Regions from separate parts of the Mus musculus genome. Here all the other regions are linked to region 1. Evidence: chromatin contacts called from public Hi-C data. All regions are on one chromosome and are shown on one strand. Each heading gives the region's core, a stretch centred on a gene start, on an enhancer-like site or on the middle of the called end of the contact. The rest is flanking DNA. Distances are from core to core; before and after follow the strand shown. Region 1 has its middle 3.5 kb from the start of Gm3898. Region 2 has its middle 55 kb from the start of Gm36855. Region 3 has its middle 19 kb from the start of Gm36855.

Evidence for each region. Hi-C and Micro-C count contacts between places; a contact is called where the count stands out from the background.
Region 2: a contact with region 1 is called in a Hi-C map of liver, with 1.7 times the contacts expected there. The contact joins two enhancer-like sites. A contact is called at or near these places in 2 of 484 Hi-C or Micro-C datasets (embryonic stem cells and liver) and 2 of 9 other capture datasets (adipose tissue and embryonic stem cells).
Region 3: a Hi-C map of liver shows a contact between it and region 1, with 2.6 times the contacts expected there. The contact joins two enhancer-like sites. A contact is called at or near these places in 1 of 15 datasets of contacts at CTCF or cohesin (pro-B cells), 12 of 484 Hi-C or Micro-C datasets (the 63-12 cell line, embryonic stem cells and liver), 1 of 115 datasets of contacts at active chromatin or transcription factors (embryonic stem cells) and 1 of 9 other capture datasets (embryonic stem cells).

The regions. Positions count from the first base shown.
Region 1 is chr9:43,824,528-43,828,387 of GRCm38.p6, forward strand. No RefSeq gene overlaps it. Among named protein-coding and RNA genes, the nearest start is that of Gm3898, 3.5 kb to the right of the region's middle. Within about 2 kb of position 1,799, at least 18 of the 459 cell types and tissues checked have an H3K27ac peak or open chromatin away from gene starts, as enhancers often do. A contact at or near this core is called in liver, where this site is marked.
Region 2 is chr9:43,463,740-43,467,599 of GRCm38.p6, forward strand. No RefSeq gene overlaps it. Among named protein-coding and RNA genes, the nearest start is that of Gm36855, 55 kb to the right of the region's middle. Within about 2 kb of position 1,597, at least 8 of the 459 cell types and tissues checked have an H3K27ac peak or open chromatin away from gene starts, as enhancers often do. A contact at or near this core is called in liver, where this site is marked.
Region 3 is chr9:43,537,654-43,541,513 of GRCm38.p6, forward strand. No RefSeq gene overlaps it. Among named protein-coding and RNA genes, the nearest start is that of Gm36855, 19 kb to the left of the region's middle. Within about 2 kb of position 2,073, at least 2 of the 459 cell types and tissues checked have an H3K27ac peak or open chromatin away from gene starts, as enhancers often do. A contact at or near this core is called in liver, where this site is marked.

The sequences.
Region 1 (3,860 bases), core at 549-3,048:
CTGTCCCAGCTGAGGACCATGTTGGTGGCAGAACACAGGGCAGAAGGAAGAGAAGGAACGAGTAGAGCTTGTCTGTGTCTGACCCCTCTAGCCATTGGCTGCCCAGAACAAGAAAAGACATGGCTGCTCCTCCACATGCCTCTAGGTGGATTCTATACCAGCCTGGGTCAAAAGGAAGAGCCTGAGTTGGCTCCTACAGGCAGAGGGGAGATGTATTCATCCCTAGGCAGAAGAGGGGAGATTCCTACAACCCTCTGTGCTGATATAGCAGCTGGCTACCCTTGGGGACCTAGGAAGACAATTGAAATGGGACAGAGTTAGAGAGCCGGAACAAGCAACAAGCTGCAGGGCTGTGTGGGACATGGCCGGGCTCGGGCTAGGACGTTAGCCCATGGTCTTAGGTCTCTAGATGCCCATGAAGAGCTCAGTCCAGATGCCAAGGCCACAGACCTGTAGGGGCAGAGGCTTGGCTGATGCTCATTACTGAGTCACATCAGGACTCCTGATGCCTTGGGATGTTGCCTCGCCCAGTTTCACATCTGCTCTGACCTGCACCATAAGGAGCTTCCTGTCCCCATGGAACAGGTCATACAACGATGACATTAAAATGAATCATGAGTTAGATGCTCCTGATATAATTGGGAGGCTGAGGCAGGAGATTGCAGCAGTTAGTTCAAATCCAGCCTGGGCTGTATAGCAGAACCCTGTCTCAAAAGACCAAGAAAGAAAATAATCATGATATGCCTGCTCCACTGAGACCTAGAGATGACCCAGTGGAATGCTGGATTTTGCCCTCAGATCTGGAGTCAACCCAGAGCGCTCTCTCTCTAAGCAAAAGGCAGAGTCCACCTTTTATATCTGGGCTGGGGAAATGACCGTGTAACCCACTAGATGGGCCCTGAGCAGAGAACTCAGCCAGCCCTTGCTCCGTCCCTCCCACCCCAACCCCCAACCAACCAGCCTACCGAATGAAAGTTCTATCTTCCTCCTCTCCCACCAGGACAGCTACTTGCCTGTAGAATCCATAGACTGCCCTCAGACACACCCGATTGGCCTGCCCCACAGGAAGTGACCCACCCAGGATAGCCCTCTGAGTCTGAGGTGGCTACACTGGGAGAACCTGGTCAGTGCAGCTGCTCAGAAAGGCGGGGTCTCTGTCCCCAGGCAGGGGCAGCATGAGAGAGGTTGCAACTATTTAAACCTTTAAGCACGCTCTATCCCCACCCACCCCTGTCCCCACTACCAGCCTCCTGCCCCACCATGCCTAACTGGAGCCCCTTTCCCAACCATACTCAATAATGAGGCTTCTCGTACTCCCCACTCTTCATATGCTTGTCCCTGTAGCACAATCACCCCACTATCCTGCTGTCCCTTTTGACCTCTGGGAACTCTAATTAGGTTCTTAAATCCCTACAGCAAGGTTCACACTCTGCGAAACCTGAACTCCCAGGGCTAATATCTCTCTTCTCTATATTCATCCTGGGCTTTGTGAAGACACCCAAGGCAAGTATCTTAAAGTGAGGTACTTGCTGTGTCTGTGTCTGACCCCACCTTACCCAAGGAAAAGTCCCTGCCTCAGAGCCCAGCATCTAGAGCTGATGGTATGCTTGTGAGAGAGGCAGCAGGAGCAGGCAAGCAGGCTGGGAAGCAGGCTATAGCCCCCAGACATGAGCACAGTCACTGGGACAACACATGGGAGGGCAAGATCCTCAGCTCCCAGTGAGTCCCCAGGCTGGTGCATGAAGGAGCTTAGAGCCCTGTCTGTCTCTGTCCACAGCCTCCAGGCCTGAGCCCGAGCCTCTTTTGTGACTCGCTGGATTTCACGTGCTCAGTTTGCAGGATAGATAGAGCAGCTTGTTGACAGTAGGATCAGGAGTTTAAGGCCAGCCCAGGCTACATAGAAAGCCCAAGGACATCCCATGTTATATGAGACCAGAAAAGGAGCAGAGGAAAGGAGAAGGAAGAAGAGAGAAAAAAATCTCAGTAGAACAAGGGGCTCACAACCAGCCTCCTGAGACTAGCAAAGACTAGACCGGGCACACCATAGGTTCTTTGTGGAAGCCCTCGCTTTTCTTCCACATGTTTTCCCAGTTCTCTCTAGCTCTTAGTGGTTCTTCTCCCAGCCGTGTCCGGCTGCCTGCAGGTGACAGAGCCTGCTCTAAGCCCTGTGGAGCTGAGACTGGGGAACACATTTGTCACGGTGTAACCAGAGAGTGTCTAGGGGCTTGATGCCAGTGCTCCAGCTGGGGCCAGCGCCAGGCCCCCTCCTCACAGCTGTCAAGAGGAGGCTCAGAGACAAAGCAACCAGGGGCCCTCCCTAGGGGTGAAGGGGGGAACGGACAGGGGCTAGGTGGGGCCCTGTCTGCAAAGGGACAAGAAAGCCACATCAGGTCCAGGCTACATGTGGAAACCAGGATCCCTAAGAAAGCCCTGTAGCCTATGTCAGGGAGAGCCACACGCCAGTCTGCACCTGACCACCTGGAGAACTTTGAACAAATTACTTCACCTCTCTAATCTGGACTTTGCTCATCAAGAATAACATTATCTAATTCTGTAAGCTTAGAGATCAAACAAACCAGAAACCAGCCAAGACACTGGGCAGAATGCCTGGCAAGCCACAGACATAAGCCAGCTTCTTCTCTTGGCCTTCTTTCCTGATCTCCTTTCTCCCTTCTACTTGTACCTAGTCCACAAAGTGGGGAGGTGGGGGGAGTCCTCCAGGTCAGTGGGATGGGGCCAGGGGACAATGAAGCTAGCTACACTTTGAAAGGGTAAACCTAGAAGAAACAAAGTCAGAGGCCTTCACCCTGGCCCTGCACATGTGTGAACCCTTGCTCAGAGCCTGACGCCCTCTTTGAGCCTTGTTTCTCCTAAACCCCCAACCCTTGATGCATATACAAACCCTTCCTGGATATTTTTGTTTTGCTGTGTATTACATAGTTTGATACCAAGCCCTTTATTGAGACAGTTGCCATCTCCTTTGCTAACGTGGTCCCAGAGAGTGATGGTTTAAGGCTCAGGAAACAGGGCCTTAACCCATAGACAGAGAGTGCAAATGGGGCTGAGACTCTAGTCCTTGGCCCTAATGCTTTCTCTCGCTTATGCTATGTTGGGATAGCCGGTGCCCCACAGCTAAACTGGTAGAAGGGAAACCTGAGCTCTGAGCCAAACAGGGAATGTGTTCATTCCCCTGCCGCTCCACCTCCTCAGCACCTCCTGAATGCCAGCCTTCTTCAGCTGGGCCCAGGGTACCAGATATAGCTGGGTCTTGGCCAGGAAGAATGAAACAAAGGCGGCTCAGGACAAGAGCGCCCCCTGGTGGAAGGTGAGATTCTAGTGCTTGGGCCCACCCTCTCCCAGAACTGCCCCTGGGGACTGGCCAGCCAAGACCCACTAAAACTAACAGAGCCTGAGCAAGAAAACCATGTCAAACTAGTCACCCAGTCACTCACAGTCCATAGATAAGAGTGAGAAAGGGTGCCAGGAGGATAGCCACTGGGGTGGAAGAGATAGGAGGGCAGCAGATGCCAAGGTGACCTGGCAGAGAGAGGGGTGTGTTGGATTGGTCCCAGCAGAAAATAGCTTCCACAACACCTGAGCAAGTCACCCATGGGGTCTATAGTAAGGGCTAGCCTGAGCTACATGAGACTGTGTCTCAGAAAGGAAAAAAGGCAGGATGGAAGGAAGGAAGGAAATTATATCACTCAGGGTGGAAGGCGACAGGCGAACAGCTTCAAGGGGACAAGACTGGCTAGGCTGTGATGACAGCAGTATCCTATGATGACATGATAGTGGCTCTGGAGGGGGACAAGACTGGTGGATAGATGCTCCTACCTGTGTGCATCTGCTAACTCCAAGGA
Region 2 (3,860 bases), core at 347-2,846, 360 kb before region 1:
GACATGTGCCATGCAGTTTGAGACTCTATTTTGTGAAGCTAAGTCAGTGTACTTTGTGTGTGTGTGCATGTGCGCATGCGCGCGCGTGCACGCATGTATGGTACATGCATATGTATAGTATCTGTACATGTGGGGTGTGCTGTGAGTGTGTATATGGTATGTGTGGTATGATGTGTGCATGTGTGTGTATAGTACGTGTATGTTTATGTGTATGTATGCATGTGTATGTGTGTATATGCATGTGAATGGTGGGTATGTGCAGTGTGTGGCGTGTATCTGTGTATGTCCATGTGAATGGTGTATGTGTATGCTGTGTGTGGTATGCTATGTATGTATGTGTATAAAGTGTGGTACATATGCTTATTGTGAATAGTGTGTGTTGTGTGTGTGTATGCTGTGTGTATATGTGTACATATGTACACACATGTATGATAAAGGAGTGTTTTGTGGAATGTGTGTGCTTGCTCCAGTAGAGATTATAAAGGTGACCGTGTGGTTGGAAATAGTGATCACAAACATGAGAGAATCCATGAAGGCTTCTCAGACTTTCTCAGTTCATTAAACTGAAGTCCAGAAAGAGAAGGGAGAAGGAAAATGGAGAGGGCAACTGTGGAGCGTGTCTAGTGGGAGCCACATGTCCTATGGCACATGCCACACTGGGGCTCGGGAACCTGGGAAGTGGATTAGCATACACACTTTCCAGAGGAGGAAACTAAGGCTTGGGAGATTCCATAACTGTGGACCACAGGAAATAAGTGGCAGATCTGGCCTCCGGGATCTGACGTGACAGAATAGCATGACTTGGGCAGTCCCGGGAGAGGCTGTGTTGTGCTGGCACCAGCTGCCTCCTCTCTTGTCTTGCCACAGTCCTCAGTCCCCAGGGGGGCTCCCACAATCCTCTGGGAATCTCGATTCCTGCAAATGTCCTACAGAATCCATCTCAGCCTCCAGTCCATTTGTCCTTCCTGATTTCATCCTAGGAGTCTGAGGGACAGGAGGATGTGAGATCTGGAGCAAGGTGGAGGCTGGTGACATGAGGGGCTCCCTTTTAAGGTCACACCAATGATGTGCTCTTGCCTCTGGGGCTCGTGAACGGAGATGAGTGGTGGATGGCTGTCAGGATCCTTCTAGCTTTGGTGTGACCACTGTGTTCCTATCTGGTGGTGCAGAAGTATGAGAAACTGACACCTTTAAAATCTGCCTTCCCACTGCAAGATCTGCCCAACACAGTCCCTAGATACAGCTTCAGAAGAGGACCTCACACTCCTGGCCAGAGGCTGAGAGACCTTTTCATGGGGCGAGATGACCTTTGCCACTATGAAGACTCCTGGGCCTGTGTGCAGCAGGGAGCTGCTCCGTGGACATTGCTTGGGCTCTGAATCTTAGAGCCCAATCTTCCTGGAGAAGAGCTGGGGAGAAGGCCACCAGTGCTTGCTTCAGACGGCTGTGCAAGTTGCCCTGCTGGGACTTGCTTCTGTTAAGTCGCACTGGCATGCACCCCTTTGGCTGGCATCATTCCCTTTTGTCAGACCCATGACCTGCCCCCTGCAATGACAGTTCTCTGGCTGCAGACATCAAAACACCTGCCTTGTCCCTCCCCCACAGGGCTCAAAGGTTCCTGCTTGCTAGGGGGGGGGGCCAGCTGGGGGTGGCAAAGGCAGGAGATCTCTAACAGAGCCAGACTCTTTGCTCTTTGGTGGTGGTGGTGGGGTGTGTCACACCTGAGCACCCCCTTGCCTCTCTCTGCTAGGTGTGAAAGCTGGCCTACTGTGTGCACCAGGTGGGACTCCTCTTAGGTGTTCCTGGCTGGGATTATGACTCTGAGTGGGGAAGTGTGCTGCCCACATACCTAAGGGACCTGCTCTCAGCTGGGGCCCGGAGAAGGACAAAGGGAATCTGTTGCTGTCTTTATACTTCATTGCTGGTTTCCATACCAGCCTCTAGCTAAGGGTGTTTGCAGTTCCAGAGTGTTCTTTTCAAATAGGGACCACCAAGGGTGTTTGCAAACGAACGCTACCCTTTGAACACTGTCACATACTTCCTGGTGTCTGTGATGTTTCTTCCCGTGGCTTCATTCTGTCCTGGTCCTGTTCTGTATGAGCCCTAGTGTCAGAGGACTTGTCCCAAAGCAACTGGATCGGCCAGCTCAGGCCCGGGATGGGGCTCCTGTGGTGGGCCATTTTTGGCAGTGGAAAAGAAGCAGCTGTGTGCATCTAGACAGTCAGGGCCGTTTCCACACATGCACTCTGATGCTAGGGTTCTACAACCTTTTGTAAGATGTGATCCATTTATACCTCATAGATGAGGAAACCCAGGAACTCAAAGAGGAAGGGACTGACTGACATAAGGCACAGAGCAGGGCAAGAGTCCAGGCCACTCAATCACAGACTCCCTCCTTCTCAATGTGGATTCTGGGCCAACCTGGCACCAGGAGACCTGTGACCGTCTATCTACAAGTTCTGGGACCTCAGGAGGGTTCCAGAACGAAGGAGCTTGTGGCTATGTCTGCTGTCCAGGACTGCAGTTCAGTGGTGTCCAGAGAAGAGGCCAGGTGGAGTAGGGGCCACACCCAGCTCACTGCTCAGTATAAAATGGAAATTTGGAGCTGTTTGCAGACCTTAGCACCTGCCATGCTGAGAAGAGAGCAGGGAGATGCTGCCCCTGAAGACAAGAATACAGCGCTGGGTAACACAACCAGCTAGTACTTATGTAAATATTGACAGAGTTGTTACCCTGGCCCTGGTAGTGGGTGGGAGCCCTTTGAGGCTGAGAGAATTTGTCATTGGGGTACATTCTAAGGTGTGATGTGAGGACACAGGGCTGAGTCTGAGCACGACAGAATTGTGGGCTGGGCGGGGTCACCATGTGGACCCCAACTTGCTGCTTACTACATTCCTCCTTTTTCAGATCTCTCTGGCTTCTCTGGAGCTGGCCCGTTGCATGGTATCTACATCAGTGGATAGCAAGCAGCATACCAGGTTCCTGCCCACACGGTGCTCCTGGTCCTATGCTAGGCGTTTCTCTTGACCCTTGTTGCAGCTCCTCTCTGCTTCCGTCCTGCCCACTGACCCCTTCCCATCTTCCCGTCCAGCTCCTCTTCAGCTGTGTTCACTGCACTGTTTGTTGATTGCTCTCAACATTTCCAGCCTGCTCAGGATGCTCTCAGGCTCCTCTGAATCCCGGTATGGGGATGTTCTGAGCCCTCTAGCACCTTTCTCAGTTCCTGGAGAGAGGTCCAGACTCTGGCCATGCCCTCTCAGTGTCATCAGCAGCAGGTGGGTTGGCTGTCACATGGGCAAATGGCCTGTCCTCAATCTTCACTTCACAACCAGGTTTTCTCTGTTAATGGTATCGATTTCCTCTGCTGAACTGCTAGGATCAAAGGCTGCCTGGGCAACTCGGCAGTTCATTAAGTCTTGGTTGCCCCAGGGGACTGGCCAGAGGATAAACATGTGCACTGGAGGCCAGGCTGGGGCCTGGAGGACAACCCATTACAGGGGGTACTTGGCAGTGAGTTGGATCAGGGCTAGGTGGGTGGGAAGGGCAAAACGCCTGCAGGCTGTGCTGGAGTCTTTTGCATGGCTGCAACAGCCCAATCTAGGATCAGCTATTTCATGACCAACAGGACATAGCACCTGCTCCTGTCTCCTTCCCTCCCTGCCCCCTACCATCCCACCAGCTGGCCTATCAGATCTGACAGGCCCTGTACTGGACACACAAGACTAGACTTCCAACGAGTATGCCCTGCCCGAAGCAGAGAGTCACCAGGCTGGGGAGTGGGGCCTAGACTATGGAAATGGTCATATTTAGGTCTCTCCCCCATCCTCCAAGTCTTCGCTCTTGTTTTTCATGTGACTCAT
Region 3 (3,860 bases), core at 823-3,322, 290 kb before region 1:
TATAGTAAGCCTGTGAACAGCCCCAGAGGCTCAGCAGAACTCAGAGCATCCTTTAGCCCAGTGGAGGGGAAATGGCAGACCAGGAATTGAATAAGCTAGCGATGTATCAGGAGCCTGTAGCTAGTTCCATTCTGGGGACTTTGGCCAACCTCCACATCTCTGTGTGCCTCGGTTCTCCTAAGAGAAGAGTGCTGACTTTCCTCTTAGGTCTTGAAAGGCATCCAAAGAGTGTCAGATGTAACAACCTTACAAATAAAGGAATTATTGATGTAACTGATGGTTTAAATTGAGCCCTGGGACCTCTGCTGTTTAGAGGGTGGATCAATAGCAATAACAACAATAAGTAGTGTATAACTCAGGAGGGAGTTTATAAAGGACCCAATGGCTAGCACTAGATAGCTCAGGAACAGAAAGGGACTTCCTGTCTTCCCATGCCATCCCAGATACCAAGCTCCCTGGCCAGACAGCCTAGAGGCCCTGGCTGTTACAGATGGGGAGGGGACCTGGCTGTGCAGGAGGATTGGTCTGGAAATGAAGGAACAGGGTAAGCCAAGAAGTCCCTAGGGATTGCACACAGTGCTGTGCCCCTGAGGAGACTTCTAGACACTCTGACAGCCAGTTAGAAGGTTAAAGAAGAATTCAGCCATGGAGGGGTGGACCAGCTGTGCCAGACATGATTCTGTAGCTTCAGACAAAGTGCAGATGTGTGGGACCGCGTAAGGTCTGAAACGTGAAATCCTTGTCTGAAGTATTGGCTCTGGCCTATCCCTACTAGTAGTGTGGGATAACCTCCCAGGGCTTGGGCGGCTTCTAGGTAGATGGAGAGACAAGCCTAGCTCTCCACTTAGTGCCTGTGGGAACACCAGCTACAAGAGGGCCCAGAAGCTGCCTGTAGTTTTCCAAGGTGTTTTCAAAAGATTTTTATGTATTACATTTTATGTGTACAAGGTCTTTGAGTGCATGTACCATGCGTGTGCCTGCAGCAGAGAGCGCCAGATCTCCTGGAACTGGAGTTGCCGTCAGTTGTGAGCCACTACATGGGTGAAGAGAACCAACCCCATGCGCTCTGCAAAAGCAGCAGAGCCTTCTCCTCAAATACATAAACCTTCACTTTTAAATTATGTATATGTGTATGTGTCGCTGTGTGAGCCTGTGCACACGTGAGTACGGTGGCCTCACAGTACAGAAGAATCCCTTGGGTCCCCTGGTGCTGGCCGGAGTTACAGGTGGTTGTGAGCACCTGTCCTGGGGACTCTGCCAGAGCAGAAAGAGCTCTTAACCTTGAAGCCATCTCTATATCCTTGTGTTCTGCCTTTTTATCAGATAGTTCCCCACATGGGTGGATGGGAAGTGTCCCGAGATAGTTTTTGCATTCTTCAGTGATCGCAGAACCAGATTCACTTCACTAATCTTTACTAAGGTGGGACTGAGTCTCAAGACCAGACCCTCAGAGAGACCAAACTGATCTCTTACCCCCTATCCACCCTGCCCTCAGCATGGGCATCTGTTGGGTTTTTCCTACTTTGAGGTAGCTTGCCTCTGATTTTCCTGCTGTTATAAGTCCTGCTGGTTGGCAGTAGGCTCGTCACAGACACAGCCCTACTAGGTACTTGCTACCGAAAGCTGATCTGGCTGTACAGATCAGAGAGAGGGGTTACCGAGACAGTTTGGCAAAAGAAACAGAAAGAGATTTCTGTTGGGATGAGAAAAGGCCTTTGAAAAGGCACGAAACGGTCTAGAGAGATGGCTCAGCAGTGAAGAGTGCTGGCTGCTCTGACAGAAGATCCGAGCTCAGATCCAGCACCCACACCAGGCTGCTCACAGAAGCCTATAACCATGGCTCCAGGGGCCTGACTCTCTCCTCTGGTCTCCTCAGGCACCCTCATATACTCATAACATATATTCATATAGACACACATACTTAGAGATTTAAAAAATAAGACAAATCATTTTTTTAAGAGGAAAAAAAGGACACAAAACTCCTGGAAAGCAAGCCTAGTAGGGTTAGGCCACATTCTGGGTGCTTACGAAAATTGTTTGTGGAAGGAGCATCCTGGCCAGGATGCTGGTCACGTGCTATCAAACCCCTGACCCCAAGCCTGGCCACCCTCCATTGTTGAGAAGAATCATCAACACTCAGGACCTTATTGATAAACTCTCCCTCTAGCCCAGGCATGACAGTGTTCAGTCAAGGGGAATACTGCTTGAATGAAGACCAGGGCCGGGAGCTGAAGTCAACGCGTACCTGGTCATATAGAATCTGTGCTGCCAAATGGAATGTCCTCGTGCGTGGTAACTGATGCATCACAGAGTAGGGTATAGTTCCCTGTAGAGACACAGACAGACAGACAGACAGACAGACAGACAGACAGACACAACTAGAATGTTTCTCACACACAGCTAGAATATTCTCTCTCACACAGACATGCACACATATGCAACTAGATTTTTCTACTTCTCTCTCATATGCACAGCTAGAATTCTCCCTGTGTGTCTTTGTCTCTGCCTCTCTGTGTCTCTGTCTCTGTGTCTCTGTCTCTCTCTCTCGTACATGCACATGCACACACACAGTTATGACTGTAGGTACACATTGGGCAAACACAAACTAATTCAAATAGAGAGACTTCTGGACCCGTGGGCCAGCAGGGAATATCAGTTCCAATAATAGATTACTGTCCTAAGCTGGCCAAAATCAGTTATTTCAACCTCCAACCTAGAGCTCTCAAACATTCCTGATGTATTGACACTCTCCACACAGGGAAACTACTTCTGTACAGAGAAAGCACTTGGTCGCTGTGTTTAGTGCTAATCACCATAGGCCAGTGGTTGCCAGCCATGTGCCTGGTACTGTGTTAAGCCCTTGGGACAGACTATTTCCAATAGCAAGCTGGGTATTCTTCTCTCCATTTAACCAAAATTGAAACTGAATCTCTGGGCTGTCATTGCTTAGTGATACATTTTAGCAGGAGGAAGAGCTGGGCTTGAAACTGGGGGCTGAGTCTTTGCGCGTACTGAGCCCTGGACACGCATTGCATAGCATGGTGGATCTGGATAAGTCCAACACTCCGCTCTTCTGTCAGTCTCACTGGCTGACCCCAGACTGGAGCTCCGGAGCTTTGAAGAGGCTTTTCCCTTCTCCCATTGTCCTTTCCCTTTGATGTCATCTTGGAAGCCTTTTCCAAATATGGGTCTCCAAAGGAATTCCCAAAGGATTCTATCCCCTCTTGCTTGAACACTAGACTTTGAATCTATTCCCTAAGATGCCATTGGCTTTTTGGACAGCCATATCACATCTTTTACTCTTTTAAGGAAGCTGAGGATTTTCATTTGATTTTAGTTAGCCCCCCCCTTTTTTTTCAATATAAACTGCTATCAGCTACTTCTGTAGTTGGGATGGAAAAAACAAATGTGCTTGGCTTATTATTTCGGCTTCTCAGAAGAGTGTGTGAAGTTCTAGCCTGTCAGCCGGTACTCTAGCCAGCCTAGCAGCTTTGAGACATTAGCAAATTGGCTGAGCAGGCTTTCTCAGCCGGGTAGTGATCAAAGTCAGGCCAAGATTCGGGGGGCCAAGTCTGTCCCATCGATAAGGGAGACCACCTATCTGGTGACATTGACCCCCAAAGCACGGCTCTGATTCAGTGTCAAATGCCAGCCACGACTGTGGGTTTGGACTCAGCCCAAAGACGTGCCAGGAGTCCACTTCAGAGGGCAAATCTCACTTCTGATGCAGGAGGAGACTGTGATAGGAGAGATGCCAAAGCTAAGAACCTTTGGCCCACTGACCAGGCAAAAGTGCAGTCGCATTGGCAGTGAGTTTACACCGTCAGCAGCCAAAGGGAGCATGTGCCAAATGTGGGCTG